5 separate regions of the Mus musculus genome follow, and regions 1, 2, 4 and 5 are each linked to region 3. Evidence: chromatin contacts called from public HiCAR-type and promoter capture Hi-C data. All regions are on one chromosome and are shown on one strand. Each heading gives the region's core, a stretch centred on a gene start, on an enhancer-like site or on the middle of the called end of the contact. The rest is flanking DNA. Distances are from core to core; before and after follow the strand shown.

Region 1 (3,649 bases), core at 679-3,178, 990 kb after region 3:
TCCTGACCTGCTTGAGTTCCAGTCCTGACTTCCTTCAGTTAATGAACAGCAATGTGGAAGTATAAGCTAAATAAACCCTTTCCTCCCCAACTTGCTTCTTGGTCATGATGTTTTGTCCAGGAATAAAAACCCTGACTAAGACAGCTCTTAAGTCATTCAACCAATGCTTTCATTATGCTGTTGGCAATTAATTTCTTGACTCTGCACACCCAGGTTCCTCTGCCTGGGATGGTGTTAGAGCATTTCAGAACAAAATTTTCTCCCCGGTGAACTCAGACTTGGTGGTTGGGAAATTCTAAAAATCTAATACAACAGAATAAAACATGCTGTTTGAGTTATAAATTCTCTGATATTTAAAGTGTACCTAAGACTGCCCCATTTAACAGAGCCTGCTCTCTGAAATAGATACTGAAGAAATGGTCATTTAGCCTCTTAACAAGGGTAAACATGGTTTTAAGCCGCCTAAGCTCCTCACATCTAACGGGTGAGGTGGTAAGCTGGAGTGCCGACGTAATAATGAATGGTAGGTGGAAAGAGGACTAACAGCATTTCTGCCCTCTAACTTCAACGGGGGGGGGGGGTCGTTTTCTGGCTCTGAGGAAGGGACTTGCTTTGGGTCACATGGTCTATAAGTGACATGCTAAGGAACAAACAAATATGAGGTCACAAAACTGGAACAGCCCCCATGTGACTTTTCACCCTAAGTACCCTTCCTGCTATAGAAATATAATCCAAACACGTATAACCTTAAACCCAAGAATATGATTCACAGGTTGTTCCAATTCCTAAATAAAATATACTTTTTTTTTCTTTTTTAAAAAAGGCCACTGGGCTTTCTCCTTTTCCAAAAATATGATAAGTTGCTCTTGATTGATTCCCTTCACCAAAAGTGTTTTCTAATTTAGAAACTGAAAGGAAAAAAAAAAGAGGGGGGGGGGCACGGGAACAGTTTCAAGTATCTCCAGTCTGGCAAATCGCACAATCCCCGGGTGTTTGATGTACTTTGGCCTAAAAGTCAAAATTCTGCTATGCGGTCATTTTTGAACGCCATTTTTACAAGTACGAACATATTGCTTAAATTTGTGTCTAACATAGTACCTAACAAGGAACGGAACTTAAACTTTCACATATGGCATATGTGTATACCGCTGTCAAGAAGTTCAAAACTGATTCTTTTCTTTTAATTCTTTTCTATTTTCGAAATACAATAGGTTTGCAACCGTCTCATGTATGCATTTGCATCATTTACTTCACCCATCTCAAGTTCACCCAAGACAGAGAATTTGCAACAGTGCAGAGAAATGGAAACTCTTTACGGGGACTGCTGGGCTGGAGGATGAGAAATGTGCAGCCATGCAAAGCCTTCCTGTAGGGAAGCAGAAGGAGGTGGTCTACAGGTGACAGAATGGTGAAGACATTACAATGCACAGCGTGGACGGGGAAGGGTGAGATGGTTGTGGGGTAAACAGGATAAAGGAGCCGGGTGCTCGGATGGTGAGAGAAGTGGATGGAGTTGAAGGCTGAAAGGCAGAAGGCAACTGACTTGATGATCTCGGATGCTGGTATCCCCAAAGGCCTGCAGAGCTTCATCCGGATGCAAGGTTGCGTGTGACGAAGCTAGTCCCACAGTCCTTTCGCTCGGGCCGCGCGCAGGGCACAACGGTGTCTCTGGGGCCTTTGTGGCTGGGACCTTCGGGGACGGTCAAGAGCACACTTCTCCTGAGCCAACCGTTACCGGGCCGAGCACGCCGAAGCCGGCCAGCACCGCGCGAAGGAGCTCACCGGCGATCCGAAGAGATCTGGAATGTGCACCACGGGAAGAGCAGGTCCGTCCCCGGGCTGAGGTGGGATTTTCCTGCCAGCGCGCAGAAGGAGCAGGGGACTCTCAGCTCCAGCCGCCCAGCCGCTGTCATGGCAACCCCACTCAGCGGGGGACGCGCAGGCGCGACCCGGCGGGAGCCATGGAGACCATGCACGCTTTGGGTGGCCCGGGCCGTTCTTCCTGTGAAGACTGTTGTTACAGCGCACACCATTGGCCTCCAGGAACTACAGACTACCCCATTGGCTCCGGAGACCGCAGTAACCATAACAACAGTGTACAGCGTCTATATAATTCTCAGACTGCGAGTAAACATAGGGTTCTAATTCTCGAATTGTTTCCCTCCAAGTTCAACCTATCTCCTTATATTTGTTTTTCTGTAAGTGACTTCAAAACTTGGATGTGAGAGTCCACGCACATGAGAGTGAGGTAGAATTGAGTTTGGAACCAGCTAGTGTTATACAGTAGATTCCAGTCGGTGCCGCCTAGGCTATAGAATGGAACCTTGCCTTTAAAAAAGAAAAAGAAAAGAGAGGACAGAGAGAGAGAGAGAGAGAGAGAGAGAGAGAGAGAAGAAGAAGAAGAAGAAGGAGAAGGAGAAGGAGAAGGAGAAGGAGGAGAAGAGAAGGAGAAGGAGAAGGAAGGAGAAGGAGAAGGAAGGAGAAGGAGAAGGAGAAGAAGAAAGAGGAGGAGGGGGGGGGGAGGAGGAGGAGGAGGAGGAGGAGGAGGAGGAGAATAGAAAAGAGAAAAGAAAAAAGGCAAGATACTGTGCATATCAGGTCTCAATTTAGGGCCAGAATTTGTCATCACACCTGGAGTACCTAAGGTAAATTTCCACACTTCTGGACTTTTGTGACATGAATTACCACCTCTCTTGGAGCACACAGTTGACATGAACTTTAGGTCTAGTTGGCAAAACTTCCAGAAAACAACAGGCTTCGCCATTGGTACAGTGCTGTAAAAGATGACTTTCCTCTCTACAGCCACAGCCTTGGGTGCTGACTCATCTGCTAGAACTAGGTGACCTTTATGATAATATTCATGAGAGCCCACTTAAGATCATTTAAATCAAGCTTGACCAGAATTACCACGAAGGCTAGAACCCTTAAGAAAGCCTAACTAAGCTAATTGACAATTCTGTTTGGCTTCTTATAGAATGCAAGATAAATATTTTTTTTAAAAAAAGATTTATGTGCATGTAGGTTTACATTGATAAGTTAATGTACATCACAGCTAGAGCCCAAGGAAGCCAAAAGAGGATACCAGATCTCCTGGAACTAGATACAGTCCTTGGGAGCCTCGTGGGTGCTGGGAATGAGTCTTGGTTCAGTAGCCATGTCTTCTTCCAGCCCCAAAGTACTTTAGTGATACAGTTTAGCACAGGCTCAACTTAAATCTTCAGATGTTCTTTTTTCGAGACTCCAGGTGCGTTGTCAAAGCTGGATTTCTGGAGGCTTCTGCTTTTCTGGTATCTAAAACGCCACCTACATTTCTTGATCTTATTCTAGCTGCCAGCCCTTCCTTCTGGATCATGTGGGGGACCATCACCTCAACAGTGTCCCCTATTTTCTGTTTTCTTCCTTGGCCTTGAAAGTGTTTCCCCTCTCTGATCTAAAATGCTCACCTCCATTTCCACCCACTCCCACTGATCAGTTTCATTATCACCTCCTTAGGTAAGGCTCCTTGGTCCTCCGAGCTGGAGCAAATAAACGCCTCGTTTCCCTTTGCAAGTATTTCCTCCTGCTAACACACAAACACACACACACCTGGAACTCCTACCTGGGTGTTTTGAAGCTCTCAGAACAGACCATAAACCGAAGGGAGAAGTCT
Region 2 (3,595 bases), core at 1,039-3,538, 800 kb after region 3:
ATCTGGACATAGTTAAACTTAATTCCAAAATCCATGTCTCGGTATCAAACCTCTGAAAGCTTTCTGACTGCACATTAAGGGAGTCAGGAGACGGTCCTCTCTGCAAGTGTATTTCAGTATGTAGACGGTGAATATGTTGATTTCATTAGTTTTCAAAGTTTTTGTGTGTATATAGGTGTTTGCCTGCATGTGTGTATGTGCATCGTGTCCAAGCAATGCCCAAAGGGGCATCTGATCCCCTGGAACTGGAGTTACAAACAGCTGTGAGTCTCAATGTGAGTTCTGGTACCTAAACCTGGGTCATCAACAAGAGCAGTGAGTGCTCTTAACCACTGGACCATTTCCCCAGCTCTCAATTTGTTTTTAAAGTATTTTCTTCTTCAGCTTCTCAAAGATGGATTATTCTGGAGAACTGGAGGCAACAGAATAATATATCCTTTATATGTCACCAGTATAAAAGACTAAAGCTGGGCTGGAGAGATTGCTCAGCAGTTCAGAGCACTGACTGCTCTTCCAGAGGTCCTGAGTTTAATTCCCAGCAACCACATGGTGGCTCATAACCATCTATAACAGGATCCAATGACTTCTCCTGGTGTCTCTGGCGAGAACGGCAGTGTACTCACATATATAAAATAAATAAATCTTAAAAAAAAAAAAAAAAAGCTGTGTTCTCTCTGTGGCTGAGTCCACTACCGTCACTCTGAAACTCAAAGTGTTGATTGCCCAAGATTTTGTCCCTAGCTACCTCCCTCCAATAGCAGCCTGATTAAACAAACACGTGATAGTCTTCTAAGCCTGTTTTTGAGCCCACCTCTCTTAAAAAAAAAAAAAAAGTAAAGTTTTAATTAAAAAGGTTTTTCTAAACATTTGAATTTTTCTTAAATACTACAACAGACATTTTTTGTGTGAGGGATTTTTGGCATGTCAATCATTAATTTTCTTGATCAAAACAAACTCTTGAACACGATAACTGCCAAATAAGCTAGTTTATACAAGAGAAAGAGAACACTAGAAGCTTTTAAAGCAGCCAGGCTCCGACACTGTAAAAGAGTCTTCAGGGGAAGTCTTGCTAAGAGAAGGAAACTGGAGTCCCACTTAGCCCTATGAGCCTCTCCACCTCAAAGATCTCATTTTACAGATCCAGAGCTCCAGAGAGAAACAATCAAAACCAATCTGTCAAAACTTCTACGGTCTTTTCCATTATTTTGCATATCTTCTTTATTTTACCTATTATGGAAACCGACGCCTAAGCTCTGGACATAGTAATACTGACTGTATCCACTGAAATTCACCATGTGTGACAGCGACCCTTGTAATACCCAGCCTTTGGGAGGCTGAATTCAAAGCCAACCTGGGCTATACAGCAAATGAAACTACCTCCAGTTTTATTGTGTGTGGTCTTTTTTTCAATAGGAATTTTACCCTGTGCCTTTTTGCATGCTGTTTTTGGTAGTGCTAAGAATCAAATTCAGGGCTAGGCAACAGTAAACTACAACCCCAGCAGTTTTTGTTTTATTTTGTTTTGTTTTTTTAAAAAGGAAAGAAAGAGCATATATTTAAGTTCCACAAGCTCCTGGGTAACAGATAAAGACCTTATGGGAAGCAGAATAAAATGTGACTATTTAAGAATTTGGTATAGAAGCCATACATTTAATCCCAGCATAGGGTTTTGGGGTTGGAGGGTGGGGGAGGAAGGTGGATCTGTCAGTTCGAGGCCAGCCTAGTCTATAATATAGAGAGTTCCATGACAGCCAGAGTTATGTAGAAAGGCCCTGTCTCAAAACAAACAACAACAGAGGAATTGGGATAGAGTGATCCTCTTCGTGTGAAATGGAATGGTAACTTCAGTACTGCCGAGTTCACAGGCTGTCCCGAGCCCAAAGAGGCAGGGTAAAGTACGGAGATGGCTATTCCTCACCTTCTGCACCTGCTCGGCGAGCGCCACGAGGTCTAAGGGGTCCCCGACCCGGTGGGTGTGGTAGGGGCTCACCAGAGCCAGGCCGCCGGGGGTCGGGGTGAGCTCCACCAGGGCTCCTGCGATACACACCCGAACACAGGCGTAAGTTGAAACCCTCAGCCTTCCGTGAGCCAGCAGGAAAGAGCCACCCGGCTGCGACCTCCTACCCAGGCAACTCAGTCCCACCTACCTCCAGGACCCGCCGCCTCCTTCACCCCCAGATTTCCCGTACCACTTTCGTACCGGCCGGGAACCCCGGGGTCCGCCATAACAGCACCTCGGTCCCACCACCCGCAGGGAGCTCAGTCTAAAGCGCAGGCGCACAACAGCTTGTGGGCGGGGTTTTCTCGTTCTCAGTCCATTGAGCTGTGCGCATGAGATTAGAGGCGGAGCCTCACGAAGAGTAAGTGTTTGGATTGGTTGAAAGCAAGAGGCGGTACAAGTTTCCTTGCCACGAGCTTCTGGACTTGGGGCGTGGCTCGTCTCTGGGCGTGGCTTCTGTGGGGGGCGGGACTCTGGAATGTGCCCCAGGCGAGCAGTCCCGTTAAGTGGAGGAGCAAGGCCATGGCGGTGAGCGAAAGGAGGCTGCTGGCAGCGATGCTAGCGGTCGCCGCCGCCGCCGCCTTACGGGTTGCGGCGGAGTCTGAGCCGGGATGGGACGTGGCAGCCCCTGACCTGCTTTACGCAGAGGGGACCGCGGCCTACTCGCGCGGGGACTGGCCCGGGGTGGTCCTGAACATGGAGCGGGCGCTGCGCTCGCGGGCGGCCCTGCGTGCCCTCCGCCTGCGCTGCCGCACACGCTGTGCCACCGAACTGCCGTGGGCACCGGACCTGGATCTCGGTCCGGACCCCAGCCTGAGCCAGGACCCGGGCGCCGCCGCCCTGCACGACCTGCGCTTCTTCGGAGCCGTGCTGCGCCGTGCCGCCTGCCTACGCCGCTGCCTCGGGCCGCCCTCTGCCCACTTGCTGAGTGAAGAACTGGACCTGGAGTTCAACAAGCGGAGCCCGTACAACTACCTGCAGGTCGCCTATTTCAAGGTGCGACTGGTCCGGAGCCCGGTGGCCGGGAGCGACCTGGGGAACTTGGGGAGCAGAGCAGGGATGAGACGGCAGGGAGGCAAGGGACCTCTTGGCTAGGGAGCTCTTGGCGGACTTTGGGAGCTTCACCCGGTTCTTATGGGCAGATGCTAACCCTAAAGGTCCAGCCAGTAGTGACAGCCCAAGCCAAGAAAAACCTGACCTTTTTCTTTTGGGAAGGCCTCCTAGAGGGAACCGAGGCGGCCGCTAGGGTCTCCCAGCAGTACTTCATTGCAAGTGTCCAAGTGCTTCTGCAACATCTTCCTTCCGGTTCGTTCTCCAATCATGCTTTCCCTGCTCCCTAATCCAACAGCAGCGCTCTTTCAGGACGTGGGATTGCCACGTCGCCAGCAGGGGCTGCCTGGCTCCGCCCTGTGGAGGACCCTCTAGCTAGTATTTTTGGGTTTTTTGTTTTTAAGAAAATGACTGTCTTTTGGGATGCCACAGCGATTTAAGGCCAAGTCAATAAGCGGGCTTGGAACGCCAGCCTTGTCTGCCCGTGATGACTGGTAACATATATTTCCAGGACTCCGTTAAAGCACTTTACGTTTGTTTATTGCC
Region 3 (3,996 bases), core at 666-3,165:
CCTAAAATATATGCACGATCACACACACATTAACTGGGACATTTAAGCTCAGAACTTCAGAGTCAGGTGTGGCCTTAGAGCTGTTTGAATACACATGAAAGCCATCAGGACCTTGGTAAGTATTGGTTAACTCAATAAACACTACTCTCAAGAGAAATATAAAGATGTACTGTTCTCTCCGGGTCTTAGTTTCTCCTTTCCTTCCATTGTCCTATGTATTTTTAACAGCAAGTCAGAAAACATGTACGGTTAACTGCATGACAGATAATAGGTCCAATTGGAGTTAAGAGATATGACTAAAATATGAACTTTTCCTGCTGAAAGGATCGTGGAGTTGGGAAAGGTGCAGAAAATACATTAGTCAGAAGCAGGAGTGGTTTACAGAGTGGAGATCTGACTGCATCTCACGATGATGAAGGCTTGAGAGTCAGAGGCAGCCCCATAGATGGATATGTTTGTATGTAAATTTGTGCACATTCATCTAACAAGTCTTAATCACACATGCAAAACACCATCCCGAACGCTCCACTGGGAGCTTTTGGATCCACCACAGATGTTCACTGGAGAGAAAGCTGCTGACATTTGATGGCTGGAGTTCAGGCTATGGCTTGAGAATGACATTTCAGGGACATGGGGGTCTAGTATACAATGATACAGAAGCTGGGTTTGGAAGTAAATTCTCTGCTGGTTGTTTTTTTTTTTTTTTTTTTTTTTTTTTTGGTCAAGAGTAGGTGCTAACAGGTAAACAGGTAATCTAAAGAATGCTGAAAACTATACTCTGGCCTTCATCTCTTATCAATGCCTAGGTAACCAAATCCACCAATTATGAACCTATTATCCTTCCTAGCCACTGCCTCTTCTAAATTCCTCAACTCTCTGCCTACTTACATCATCCAGTTGTCCAAGCTGTAATTGAGTCTTTATAGGAAAGACAGATTTCATGCCATGCAATAGTTGGACTATCTGGTGCTGGGGTGGGTGGGTGGTGGTACTGAATTGACATCTAACTCCTCCCCCACCCCTACCCCTGCAACGTTGTCTGGCTTTCCCAACCCCATCTGTTACCTCTTCAGACCAGCTGTTTTCCTCTCACCTGGTCTCTCTAGTACCTTGTACCTGGGTTATAAGTTATGTTAGTGTGGGGAGCAGAGCTTAATGTGGTTTCGCTCACTGTAGATGGCCAGTAAATGTCTGACAGATGAGATGAGCTGCCTCAAAATTCTTGTTTTCTTCTGCTTCTAGAATAAGTCAGGCAGCCTCATTTGGCCTCCAAGATCTACTACATTGAACCACAGCCAATTTCACTTGCTACCCCCACCCCCACCCCCTTTCACTACCTTGAAGGCCAGTTTAGACAGTGATTCACAGTTCTTGCCTGGGGCCACTTGTATTCTCCCATCTCCGTTCCAGGAAATCCTCTCTGTGCCTCCTAAAGCTAGGACTCATCCAAGTTTATAGGCTCTGAGAAGCATGGTGGTGGCCGACTGCTGCCTCCCGCTAAAGCCTCCCGCCACCCCAATCAGCCCTTAGTAGGCACAGCTGGCCCTCCTCTTCCAGGAAAAGCCTTGAGGGAACGGTTGAACCCTGGAAATTTCCCGTAATCATAAGCCGCGACTGTCACAAAGCAGACAGGAGATGAGTGGGTCCTCATGCTGGACTGGACAGAGGACCACGAATGGGGCCATGCAGGCTGAACCTCAAGAAGAAGCTGGGTGCGGGCCAAGCCATAGTCATCGGCGGGACAGGCTGAGAGATGCGAAGGAAGGGGTGGAGAGCTGGGGCTGGGTGTGCTTCCTGCCCCGGGATCTGGCGACCCGCCCCTGCTCCCGCCCTGGCGGCCAGGCAGGCGCTGGACGGCCCCTCCTGCCTCGGCCAGCCGCCCAATCAGCAGGCGCCCCCCGCCCGGCCCGCCCCCTCCCCCTCTGGTGACAGAAAGTCGGCCCAGCAGATGAGGAAGTGGCCGGCAGGCGGCCCTGGGGACTTCTCTCCGGCCCTGATCCCTTTGAACCCTTCACTGCTGCCCGCCTGGTTTCCACTGGTGAGTGTGTACCTTCCATGGCTCCCCACGTGCCAGCGCCCCCTGCCTGGCTGGCCAGGCTAGCCCTGCCCTGCCTGCCTTGCCCTGCCCTGCCCAGGCTGTGGGCGAGGCTGTTCCTGGGGCGAGTGGGTGGGAGGTCCCAGGCACTGGGGCTGGGCCTGCCCACAGGATCCCTCCCCGGCACCTTGGCCCCTGACCCCCATTTGCTCACACCTAGTTCTTTTTCAGCACCTCCTGGCCTTCCACCCTTTGCCCACTCCTCTCTTTTCCCTTCCTGCCCCATGCCGGTGCCCTTTTTCTTTTCCATCCATCTTAAGGGAACTGGCTCTGTTTCACTGCGGGAGGGGGGTGGTGCGCACCCGGGTTTCCCTCAAACTTAGGGAGAGATCCTCAGAAGTCTGGACTCCCTCTTGCCCTCTGGGTCACTGTGTATCTCCCGGTGTTAAGTGGTGGTGAAGGGCGAGTGAATTGGAGGAGGTGGTTGAGGGAGGAGATAAGGAACTGGCAAGCTCACGTGTGTCAGAGCACATGCCTAAGTGCTAGGCCCCACTCCAACATAAGCCACCAACCAAAGTCTAACTGTAGGAAGAAATGAGTGTCACTCACCAGAGAGCTGTGTGTGCAGAAGGGAGGTGTGGGTGAAGATGTACCCATGCCTGGTCAGCTGTATGTCCCGCGGTTAATGCAATCCCTGACAGGTGTGAAGTTTAGGAGCCTGGCATGTCCGAGTCCAGTAGGGAGGCCTGTTTGGGTGATGTGGTCAACAAGATATGCCTGGACTGTGTGTGGATGTATGCTGGCTAGCTCCTGGCGCGGTATGCATGTCTCTGGGGGTGGTTGAGAGCGGTGTGATGAAGGTACATATTACTGTGTGAGAGCGTGGATGTGGATGGTAGAACTCAAGCCCCAAGGCTGGAGATTGATGGAGAGCAGCTGGAGCACTCCGCTTGTTGGGCAATTGCCGGAGTCCTCTGGGACAAAGTCCTAGGCTCTCCTGGGTCTAGGCTAAATTTTTGTATCCCTATAAACTTTCCCTTGGCATTCCTTCCAACTTTGAGGAGGAGGGGACCTAGCCCATGAGGCTCCCTCCCAGAAGAGGGAAAGATTCCTGAGACCTCCCCCACTCTCCCACCTCCTCACATACCACTGGTGTCCTCACCCCTCCCTGGTAGGGAAGGGTGATGCCCATTCTAAAGTAGGACAAACTAAGAATTCATGGCTGGTTTGGGAGAGAATGCTGGGTGTGGATTTTTTAGCAGTTCTGGCTTTGGCCAGACGTCCTGGCCAGAAGTTTCTGGAGAACCTACAAACTTATCTGGCTGGTCAGAGGTGGTGAGGCTGGGGCTCACTTGGCTTTCTCAATTCTGGTGGGTCCTGCTCCTCTAGGCATTGACCTGTGGCCTGGACCCACCCTCCACCCCATGCCCAACGTAGCGGGGGCGGGAGGAGGGCGGGGCTGCTACAAGATCTAGTCAGACAGGTGGAGCCGCCAGGGCAGGAGTCTCAAAGAGCCAGGCTCCTGGAGTGGAAGAGAGAGAGAGGCAGAACTTGCCCCTGAGAAGAAGGGAGGAGAGAGGCTGGAGGTGAAGCACTGGAAGAAGGCAGGAGGCTGGAGGTGAGAGCCTGGGAGGCAAAGGGGAAGCCCGGGGGCACTGGTGTTCACCACAGAAGTGGAACCCTAGGTTTGTTCAGGTACTAGAAAGGACAGAAGCAGGTGGGAGTCCCTGCAGGGGACAGAGGCGAGAGGAGAGTCTTGGAAAAGGGCCAGAGGGACTTTACCTGGGAGAAGGGGGTATGAGAGGAGTGGCTGAAGGGGAGATTCTCTGGAGAGAAGAGTGTCTCTCAAAGCTGAGAGATGAGACTGCTTGCCAAAAAGGTTGAGGAAGTTCACTGGGAAGATGAACTGTGTTGTGAGGAGAAAGGCTCCAGGAGACCTGGAAGGCAGGTCTCAGAGGGAA
Region 4 (3,969 bases), core at 316-2,815, 530 kb after region 3:
CATTGTTTTTAATAGCACCCCAGAAGTATAAGGCTAGTAATGCTGCAATTTTATCATAGTATTTTGTTATAATTGCTGTTTTATTATTGTTGTTGTTAAAATTTATTTATTTTATGTATAAGTGCCCTATCTGCATAGAGAGAGAGGGGAGCATCAGATCACATTATAGATGGTTGTGAGCCACCATGTAATTGCTAGGTAATTTCAGGGCCTCTGGAAGAACAACAAGAGCTCTTAACCACTGAGCCATCTCTCCTGCCTCATCTTGTTAGTTTCTTACTGTGCCTAATTCATAAATTAAACTTCATCAAAAAATACATTTTAGAATGTGGTACTATCTGCTTTTTTAGACATCTAACAGGGATCCTGGGATGTATACTTCATGTGTGGGGGGAAGGGAGAGGAAGGTGATATTGTTTCTAGTCTCATTTCTTCTCTTCAATAAAAAGTAGAAAATGTCATAGTCCAAAAAGAAAAAAAAGAAAACCCAAGTTCAAAAGGTATCGATTCTGGGACTGAAGAGATGGCTCAGTGGTTAAGAGCACTGACTGCTCTGCCAGAGGTCCTGAGTTCAATTCCCAGCAACCACATGGTGACTCACAACCATCTGTAATGGGATCTGATGCCCTCTTCTGGTGTGTTTGAGATAGCTACAGTGTACTCATATACAATAAATTAATTAATTAATAAAAACAAAAGGTTCAATTCTGTATCCCAAGACACACAAGTCTTCCAGGACAAAGCAGGACTCAAGCCAGTTCTATCAGCTCTGTGGCTACTACCCTTCCCCCATACCACCTGGTGCCAGAATCCTAGTTCTGGGCCCTACCTTCCCCTACTCCTTTCCTCCCCACCAGCTCCCACACTGCGGGTTGGGTGCAGACTTTCTGTTCATTTGGCTTGCCAGCCAGCCTGTGAACAAAAGCTAGTCTTGGCAGAACAGTTACCTGGCTCCATTCCTTAAGGGAAGGAAGTACACTGCCAGGGAAGTACACTGTGTCTAAAGGAAGCCCTGGAGGTCCCAGAGGAAGCAGCACAAAATGCTCTGTGCTGGAAATGGGCCAGGCTAGAGACCTCTGCCTACCTGGGAGCCTTCGAGGGAGAGGGACAATGAGGCATGATTATTGTACAGGAACTCCTGACCAGATCCCTATCCCAAACAGACATGGAAATAAAGTAGCATGGTGCACCAGCCAGGGGGAAGCAGGCATTCTGTATTGTGGGCAGTCAGGAGCTCTGGCTTGTGCTGGAAGTTCAGAGACCAGATGTCCCGCCCAACCCTCATCCCTTCCCAGAGTGATTACAGCAAGTTCACAATGGCCCACCTACTGCCATTCCCCTCTTGCTCCTTAGCAACAGGAGAGCTGGGAGAGGGGCTTTTCTAGAAGAGACTGTCAGGGGGAAAGTGGATTGAAAGTGAGGGGAAGGTGAGGTCAGTTATTACTGTCATCCCACCTGACGGGTCAGGCCTTGGTTCAGGGCCACCTTGCTTGGCTGAGTCAATAGGGCCAGAGACCGATTGGTGGGATAAGAGCCAAATATTGCCAGAGAGGTGCTGCTTCTTCATAAAGAGAAGAGGAGAGGCTCAGAGTTCCGCATGAGTTTCAGGACCATGGCCAAGAAGAGTGGTAAGTGGGTCCTCCTCCAGGTCTGGAAGAGACTGAGCAAGGAAGGGCTAGATACTGAAACAGGCATAGGTGTTGGGTCGGAAAGGGACATGGGTCAGTGGGTTGGGTGTAGGTCTGAGGATGTCTCAGCTGAAGACCAAATCAGAGTAAAGAGAGTTAGAACTGAGGCAGGAATTCAGCTTTACCTGGGGATGGCTCAGGATGTTGAAAACGAGTTCCGTGGAGATGGATCTGGAGGAGGGGTCAGGGGTTGGATCCGTTCAAAGGCAAGAGCAGAGGGGCCAAGAAACAAATGCTGGTTGACAGCTCAGGGGGAACTGTAAGGTCTGGATAAGAAGGTCGAGGCAGAGTGGGGTGAAGGAAGGGGGGAGCTGAGACTTAGTGACCCCCTCCCTTGGGCTTGGTAATGTCTCTCCTCTTTTCTAATGAGTTGTCCCCAATGGAAAGCTGTCTTGGCACTAGGACAGGACTACTGTGCCTCCTCAGCCTGTGGTCCCTAAAAGTCCTAGTCCTTCAAGGAGTTTCAGTGGCCTCTATGCTACAAAGACACTAAGGGGGTTCTTACCAGCCGAAAGCTCAGCTTCTACATGGTGCTCAGGGTGTACAGTCCTCGCCTGGACCACTTAAGAGCAGGGGACACCGAGGGAACCAAATATCCCTTCCTGTCAGACAAGGCCAGCTGTGAGCAAGAAAATCAAGCCACTCAAGACATGTTATATGGTTGTCACTAACTGTCAGAGTGATGAGTTCTAATCTTGATATCGTGTGCGATACTTTGAGAAGGGAACTTTGAGAAACCATAGATGAGGCTGGAAGAAAAGAAAAAACTTTAAGGACTGCCTGTTTCCCACAGGTCACTCCTCACTCCTGCTAGGAGAAGGGAACCTTTTCACCAGTAGACACACCCTCCCTCTCCCTCATCATTGCTCTCCAACTCTCTTCCCCACACAGCTTCACTTTCCAGACACACTCACAGAACCTACACAAGCACCCACATTTCTCCCTCAGACTCGAGCAGAGGAACCTATCCCGTCCTCCTCACACTAAATCCAGCTCTCCATCCACCTCACCTTCCCATACAGACTCAGTCACACCCAGGCGTCCATGCCGTTCCACAGACGCATCCCTCACACACAGTCTCGGACTGTGCAGTCATACGAAGTAAATGCAAACTGCGGTCACACTCCCACACACTAACTGACAGGTCTATACAGCCCCAATCCTTTACAGTCACTGATGAGCACACAGGCACACTCTCCATCAGGAAAAAAAAAAAAAAAAAAAAAAAGTATGTACACTCACATATCAACCTCTCTCGCCCACGAGCTTCCAGGGTGCAAGCCATGTTCACAAATCACACATTAATCACATAAATAACACTGCAGTTCACAGTATACCCATACCCTGCACAACACAATCGCCTTCATTCACGTGTAATACCAAATATTCATATCTACAACCACACACTTGCCAGACGAGGTCCTCATCTGACTGCCCTGCACTGGCTCCCACAGCCTGGGTAAACCGGACCCAGAGCCTTGGCTCAGGGAAGACCACCCTTTTGCTTTCTCTGCCTGCAGGAATCCTTGTTTGGGGGATCCTGCTCTGCGTCTCCAGCTGTCTTGCCCTCTATGAGAACCTTGTCAAGTGTTTCCAGGATCCCGATTATGAGGCCTTCCTTCTCATAGCCCAGAATGGGCTCCATACCTCCCCACTGTCTAAGCGTGTGGTGGTAGTGGGAGCTGGCATGGCAGGCCTAGTGGCAGCTAAGACCCTACAGGATGCTGGTCACGAGGTAAGAAGGTCTTGAGAAGCCTTGATCATCAGCCTCCCATTTGCCTCCTTGGGTGGAAAACAAGTGACTAGCCTGACAATGCACAATTGAGTGTACCGGCTTGTCTCCACCAACTCCCTGGACCCTAACCATTGCTAACCACCATTCATGTTCTTATGGAGACAAATGAGAAGACCTAGGCTACCAGGCGAAAGCTTCAAATCACTCAGGGCCCTCTGGAGCAAACAGCCCCAGGGAGGTTACCTTGTATGTTCAGGGCCTCCAGCCAGAGCCTATGGCTCTTTGGAGGTAGGAAATTGGGTGAGGAGAAAGGACAGCCATCCCTAAGAATGACAGCAGCTCTTCTGATCTCCAGGTAACCATCTTGGAGGCCAGCAACCACATCGGAGGTAGGGTGGTCACACTCAGAAACAAGGAAGAAGGCTGGTACTTAGAACTTGGACCAATGCGAATCCCAGAAAGCCACAAGTAAGTCCTGGGCAAGAGAAGGAGCAAAAGGAATATGGAAGTTGGGGGTTGGGGGAGGTATGGAAAATGTGGGAGGGA
Region 5 (3,932 bases), core at 692-3,191, 750 kb before region 3:
ACTGGTCTTGGTTTAGGGTGCTTAGCCATAAAGGGTGAAGAGCACAGGCTGAGATTTGATTGGTAACAAATACCACCTTCCCAGAGAGGCCCTCCCTGACCACTCTTAGTTTTGACAAGGTGGCTCAAACCTAAGTTTGATCTCTGGGGCCCAGCTCTCAAGTGTCCTCTGGTCTGCTGGCATGTGCCATACAAATGGTGACACAAACCAAATGGGACATTCAGAAAGGAGTATTAGTAAATGAGATCTTCTGGGGTGAGGCCATTAGCTGCTGAAGTAACAGAGCTAAAGAAGAACAATGAAGAAGCATGGAGAAGCAGGAAGCTGCACCTAGGATGCAGTTGTGAGGAGCAGCAGTACTTGAAGGGCCAAGGGAAGCCACTAAAACCCACAGGAGATCCAGAAAAGGGCGGAATGCAACAGGCAGAAGAAACCCACAAGCAGCACTTGACCTAGAACCGAGTGGGTAACTGAGGCTGGGACTGAGCACATCTGGAGCCAGCCCTGGGAGACTGGAGAACTCAGCAAGTGGCTCAGCTTTGCTCTGTTAGCAGCTCACCTTATTGAACCTGGCAAAAGGGTAGTCCTTGCCCTCCTCCGCCGCTCGTCGCCAGTGGAAAAACATAGCGCCGTCCTTTCGAGCTGGGTTAGTAAAAGGCATCCATTTCCAAGGGCGAACCTTCTTGGACCCCAGTTTCGCCTTCACTGTCCGATACCCCTGACCAGTGTCACTGGGCAGCAGTGGGGGTGCATCCCTGGCAGTGGAGGTGAAAGGTTAGAAGCAGGTGTGTGAAGAACCTCTAAAGCCATGAAGCTCAGTCTACCCCAGAATAAGGAAGTCATGTCCTGGAGCAAGACACTGAGCTGTCCTGCAGGAGGAGCCCTAGTTGGGGATACTGGCGTGGGGGAAAGTAGAAGAGAAAATAGGGACATAGGGCTATGCCTGGTGAGCTAGGGGAAACACGGAGGACTTGGGATTCCAATACTTGCTTTTTGTCAGAGTAAAGCAAAGCATAGACCTCCCGATGCATGCCCTCAGGCCTCTTGAAGGTCAGCGTCTCTGAGGACTTCTTGGACTTTTTCTGGGAAGAAAACCACAGGGAAAAAATGATGGCCCAGACCCACCCTTCCTTGAAGTTTTTACCCAGCCCAACCTGAACAAACAAATGCTGAACTAAAGTCCCGGGAACCCACTCATGGGAGCGTCTCTACACCGTCTGCACAGGTTTCCTCTCCCCGCTCGCGTCTGAGTTATCAGGGAAGAAAGTCCTTCCCTCACCTCAAGACTGTCACAATGTCTTGCTCTCTCTTCCCAACAACTTACAAGTGTCAGGTTCCCTCGGTCCTCTCGTCCGTTGGCGGTTTCCCCGCTCTCTTGGTCCCCACCTCCCAGTGTCCCCTCTTCGTTACATTAAGGGTGGCATGCTCTTGTTCCATTGTAGCTCTCCTTTTATTATCACTTCCACCATCTCTCTTCTGGTAACACCCCTTCCCATCCCTTCGCCAACACCTTCACCCACACTTCAGCCCGCTCAAATGCCCCTGCTACCTTGTCCGGGTTGATAATATCCTTTTTGCTGATGGTCCCAGAGGCGGCATCTCCCTCTGGACCCCCGAGTTCTAGAATGTCTCGTACATCTGCGCCCGTAGCCATCACGCCCGAGGGATGAGGTAGTACCCCGACGTCAAGGGTCGGTACCTGCAGAAAGACTGTGCTACCGTTAAGGGGGCGGTGTCCCTGCAACTCCCGCTCCAAGTGGGGGCAGGGTGAAGAGGCCAGCGCCAGAATGGTCCACACCAGGTTTGGGTGCTGCCTCGTTCTCCGCCTCCCCGCGCAGGTGTCCCTTACGGTCACACTGTCCTCCCTGCCTCGCCATCCCCGGGGAGCCACACCTGAGTCCCCCCAGCTGTAGCCCACTCCTCAAATTACCTCTCTCTGAAGACCCACGGATAGGAACTTCCGGCTGTGCGTCGTAGAAACGCAACCCTTAGAAACACTTCCGGTCGGTGCTTAGACAAACAGGAGCCGGCTAGCAACCCAGTGTGCAAGCTACCGGGCAGGCTGAGTCGCTCGCCTGGAATTCCTGCTGTGCTCCCAGGAATCCGCGCGAGGCGATGCGGGGCTTGCTTTTGACATTTACCTTCTATTTCTCTACATTGTGTCCCGGGCAATGAAAAGAAAACCTGAAGAGAACTCTGTGACATTGAAAAGTCACTTATTTTCTCAAAACCTATTTCAAAACACTTAATTTGTTTACAAAATGAAAATTGTAACAGCTCCTGCTTAAGTGAAATACCAATAACCCATGTAAAACAATGGCACAGTGCCTGGAACATTATTTTTTTTCTTAATTAACTGGATTAATGATAGTAATTGCCTCTGCTCATTCAGTGCCTCTCTATATTACCAGGCATTGCCATTGTGCTAAACTTTCAAAGCAGAGCTAAACTAGCTTCTCCAGCTGCCAAGAGAGTAAAATAGAAGCTCTCTCTCTCTCTCTCTCTCTCTCTCTCTCTCTCTCTCTCTCTCTCTCTCTCTCTCTCTCCCTTCCTCCCTCCCTCCCTCCCTCCCTCTCTGCCTCCTCCTTCCTATCCCTTTTCTTTCCCCACCACCCAGGGTGGCCTCTTAACTCACAGCGATCCCCCTGCCTCTCAAGTGCTGGGATTACAGGAATGTGCCACCAGGTCAGGCTCTTAACTTCTTTATTTAATTTACAATTCCCCTAAAATGAGTTGTGAATCTTGACTCTTTTTTTTTTGGGGGGGGGGGCAGTGTAATGTACAACACACACACACACACACACACACACACTGTACTGTCAACACACAAACTAGAGTTATCTGATAGATGAAAACCTTAACTGAGAAACTGCCTTTAAGATCCAGCTGTAAGGCATCTTCTTATTGAGTGGTCAGTGGGGATGGCCCAGCCCATTGTGGGCGGTGTTATTCCTTAGCTAGTAGTCCTGGGTTCTATAAAAGGCTGAGCAAGCCAGGAGAAGCAAGCCTGTAAACAATACCTCTCCATAGCTTCTGCATCAGCTCCTGCCTCCAGGATCGTACCCTGTTTGAATTCCTGTCCTGAATTCCTTTGGTGATAAATAGCAATGTGGCAGTATAAGCCAAATAAACCCTTTCCTCCCCAACTTGCTTTTGGTCATGGTGTTTCATGGAAGCAATAGTAATACACACACATACCACGCCACATGTCTATGTACTTAGGTTGTCAATATGTAGGAATGACTAGAAGCCCTTATCTTGTTTTCACAAGGGAGTATGTCATTTCAACTGCTTTAACAGCTATCAGTCTATTTACTCTTGACTCCCATATTAGTAGTCGCTATCTCCTGCCCCCCTCCAAGTACGGCCTAAAAGAAAAAATGACAAGGGGCTGGAGAAATGGTTCAGTGGTTAAGGGCACTACTGCTCTTCCAGAGGTTCTAAGTTCAATTCGCAGCACCCACATGGTGACTCACAACCATCTGTAATGGGATCTGATGCCTTCTTCTGGTGTGTCTGAAGAGGGCAACAGTGTACTCACATAAAATAAAGGAAGAAAGAGAAAGGAAGGGAGGAAGGGAGGAAGGAAGGAAGAAAGAAAGTTGAAAAGAAAAAGAAAAATGACAGACAATATTAAGTGTTGGTGAGGATGTGGAGTAACAGAAATCTAACACATTGCTGGTGGTAGTTAAATAATTATAACCACCTAGAAACACTGTTTGATTCTGTCTACTAAAATTAAACATACAGAGACTTCCTGTCACAGAAACTCTACTCCTGGGTGTATTCTGTATACTAGTAAATATAGTCTGATGAAGATAATTGCTTATGTTCATCAAAAGATATAAATAATAAACAAGGGCTTGAGAGAAGACTTGGTGATTAAGAGCATTTGCTGCTTTTCTGGAGGACCTGGGTTCTGTTCCCAGCAC

The links. Promoter capture Hi-C pulls out the DNA fragments that hold promoters and counts their contacts. HiCAR-type assays count read pairs that join an accessible place to other places.
Region 1: a promoter capture Hi-C map of second pharyngeal arch cranial neural crest shows a contact between it and region 3. The contact joins the promoter of Ccdc30 here to the promoter of Elovl1 in region 3. A contact is called at or near these places in 5 of 39 promoter capture datasets (cranial neural crest, hematopoietic stem and progenitor cells, hippocampal neurons and 2 more), 1 of 115 datasets of contacts at active chromatin or transcription factors (bone marrow-derived macrophages) and 1 of 9 other capture datasets (liver).
Region 2: a HiCAR-type map of astrocytes shows a contact between it and region 3, with 2.4 times the contacts expected there. The contact joins the promoter of AU022252 here to the promoter of Elovl1 in region 3. A contact is called at or near these places in 3 of 39 promoter capture datasets (the 3T3-L1 cell line, embryonic stem cells and hippocampal neurons) and 2 of 115 datasets of contacts at active chromatin or transcription factors (astrocytes and embryonic forebrain).
Region 4: a contact with region 3 is called in a promoter capture Hi-C map of hippocampal neurons, with 3 times the contacts expected there. The contact joins the promoter of Lao1 here to the promoter of Elovl1 in region 3. A contact is called at or near these places in 2 of 39 promoter capture datasets (embryonic stem cells and hippocampal neurons).
Region 5: a promoter capture Hi-C map of pre-B cells shows a contact between it and region 3, with 2.6 times the contacts expected there. The contact joins the promoter of Dmap1 here to the promoter of Elovl1 in region 3. A contact is called at or near these places in 2 of 39 promoter capture datasets (hippocampal neurons and pre-B cells), 2 of 115 datasets of contacts at active chromatin or transcription factors (bone marrow-derived macrophages and pancreatic cancer cells) and 1 of 9 other capture datasets (liver).

Annotation. Positions count from the first base shown.
Region 1 is chr4:119,413,593-119,417,241 of GRCm38.p6, forward strand. Ccdc30 (coiled-coil domain containing 30) reads right to left here and starts at 1,929. Exons shown (of 15, transcript NM_029286.2): 1 at 1,544-1,929.
Region 2 is chr4:119,230,436-119,234,030 of GRCm38.p6, forward strand. It overlaps AU022252 (expressed sequence AU022252), which reads right to left and starts at 2,289. Exons shown (of 5, transcript NM_001012400.2): 1 at 2,148-2,289; 2 at 1,919-2,034. The coding sequence starts at 2,226. P3h1 (prolyl 3-hydroxylase 1) reads left to right here and starts at 2,480. Exons shown (of 15, transcript NM_019783.2): 1 at 2,480-2,995. The coding sequence starts at 2,522.
Region 3 is chr4:118,426,178-118,430,173 of GRCm38.p6, forward strand. Elovl1 (elongation of very long chain fatty acids (FEN1/Elo2, SUR4/Elo3, yeast)-like 1) reads left to right here and starts at 1,916. Exons shown (of 8, transcript NM_019422.3): 1 at 1,916-2,038.
Region 4 is chr4:118,960,402-118,964,370 of GRCm38.p6, forward strand. Lao1 (L-amino acid oxidase 1) reads left to right here and starts at 1,566. Exons shown (of 7, transcript NM_133892.4): 1 at 1,566-1,628; 2 at 3,209-3,423; 3 at 3,779-3,891. The coding sequence starts at 1,598. The region is part of intron 1 of Gm12865 (a long non-coding RNA gene); the gene reads right to left.
Region 5 is chr4:117,680,284-117,684,215 of GRCm38.p6, forward strand. Dmap1 (DNA methyltransferase 1-associated protein 1) reads right to left here and starts at 1,942. Exons shown (of 11, transcript NM_023178.2): 1 at 1,931-1,942; 2 at 1,550-1,699; 3 at 991-1,082; 4 at 560-755. The coding sequence starts at 1,654.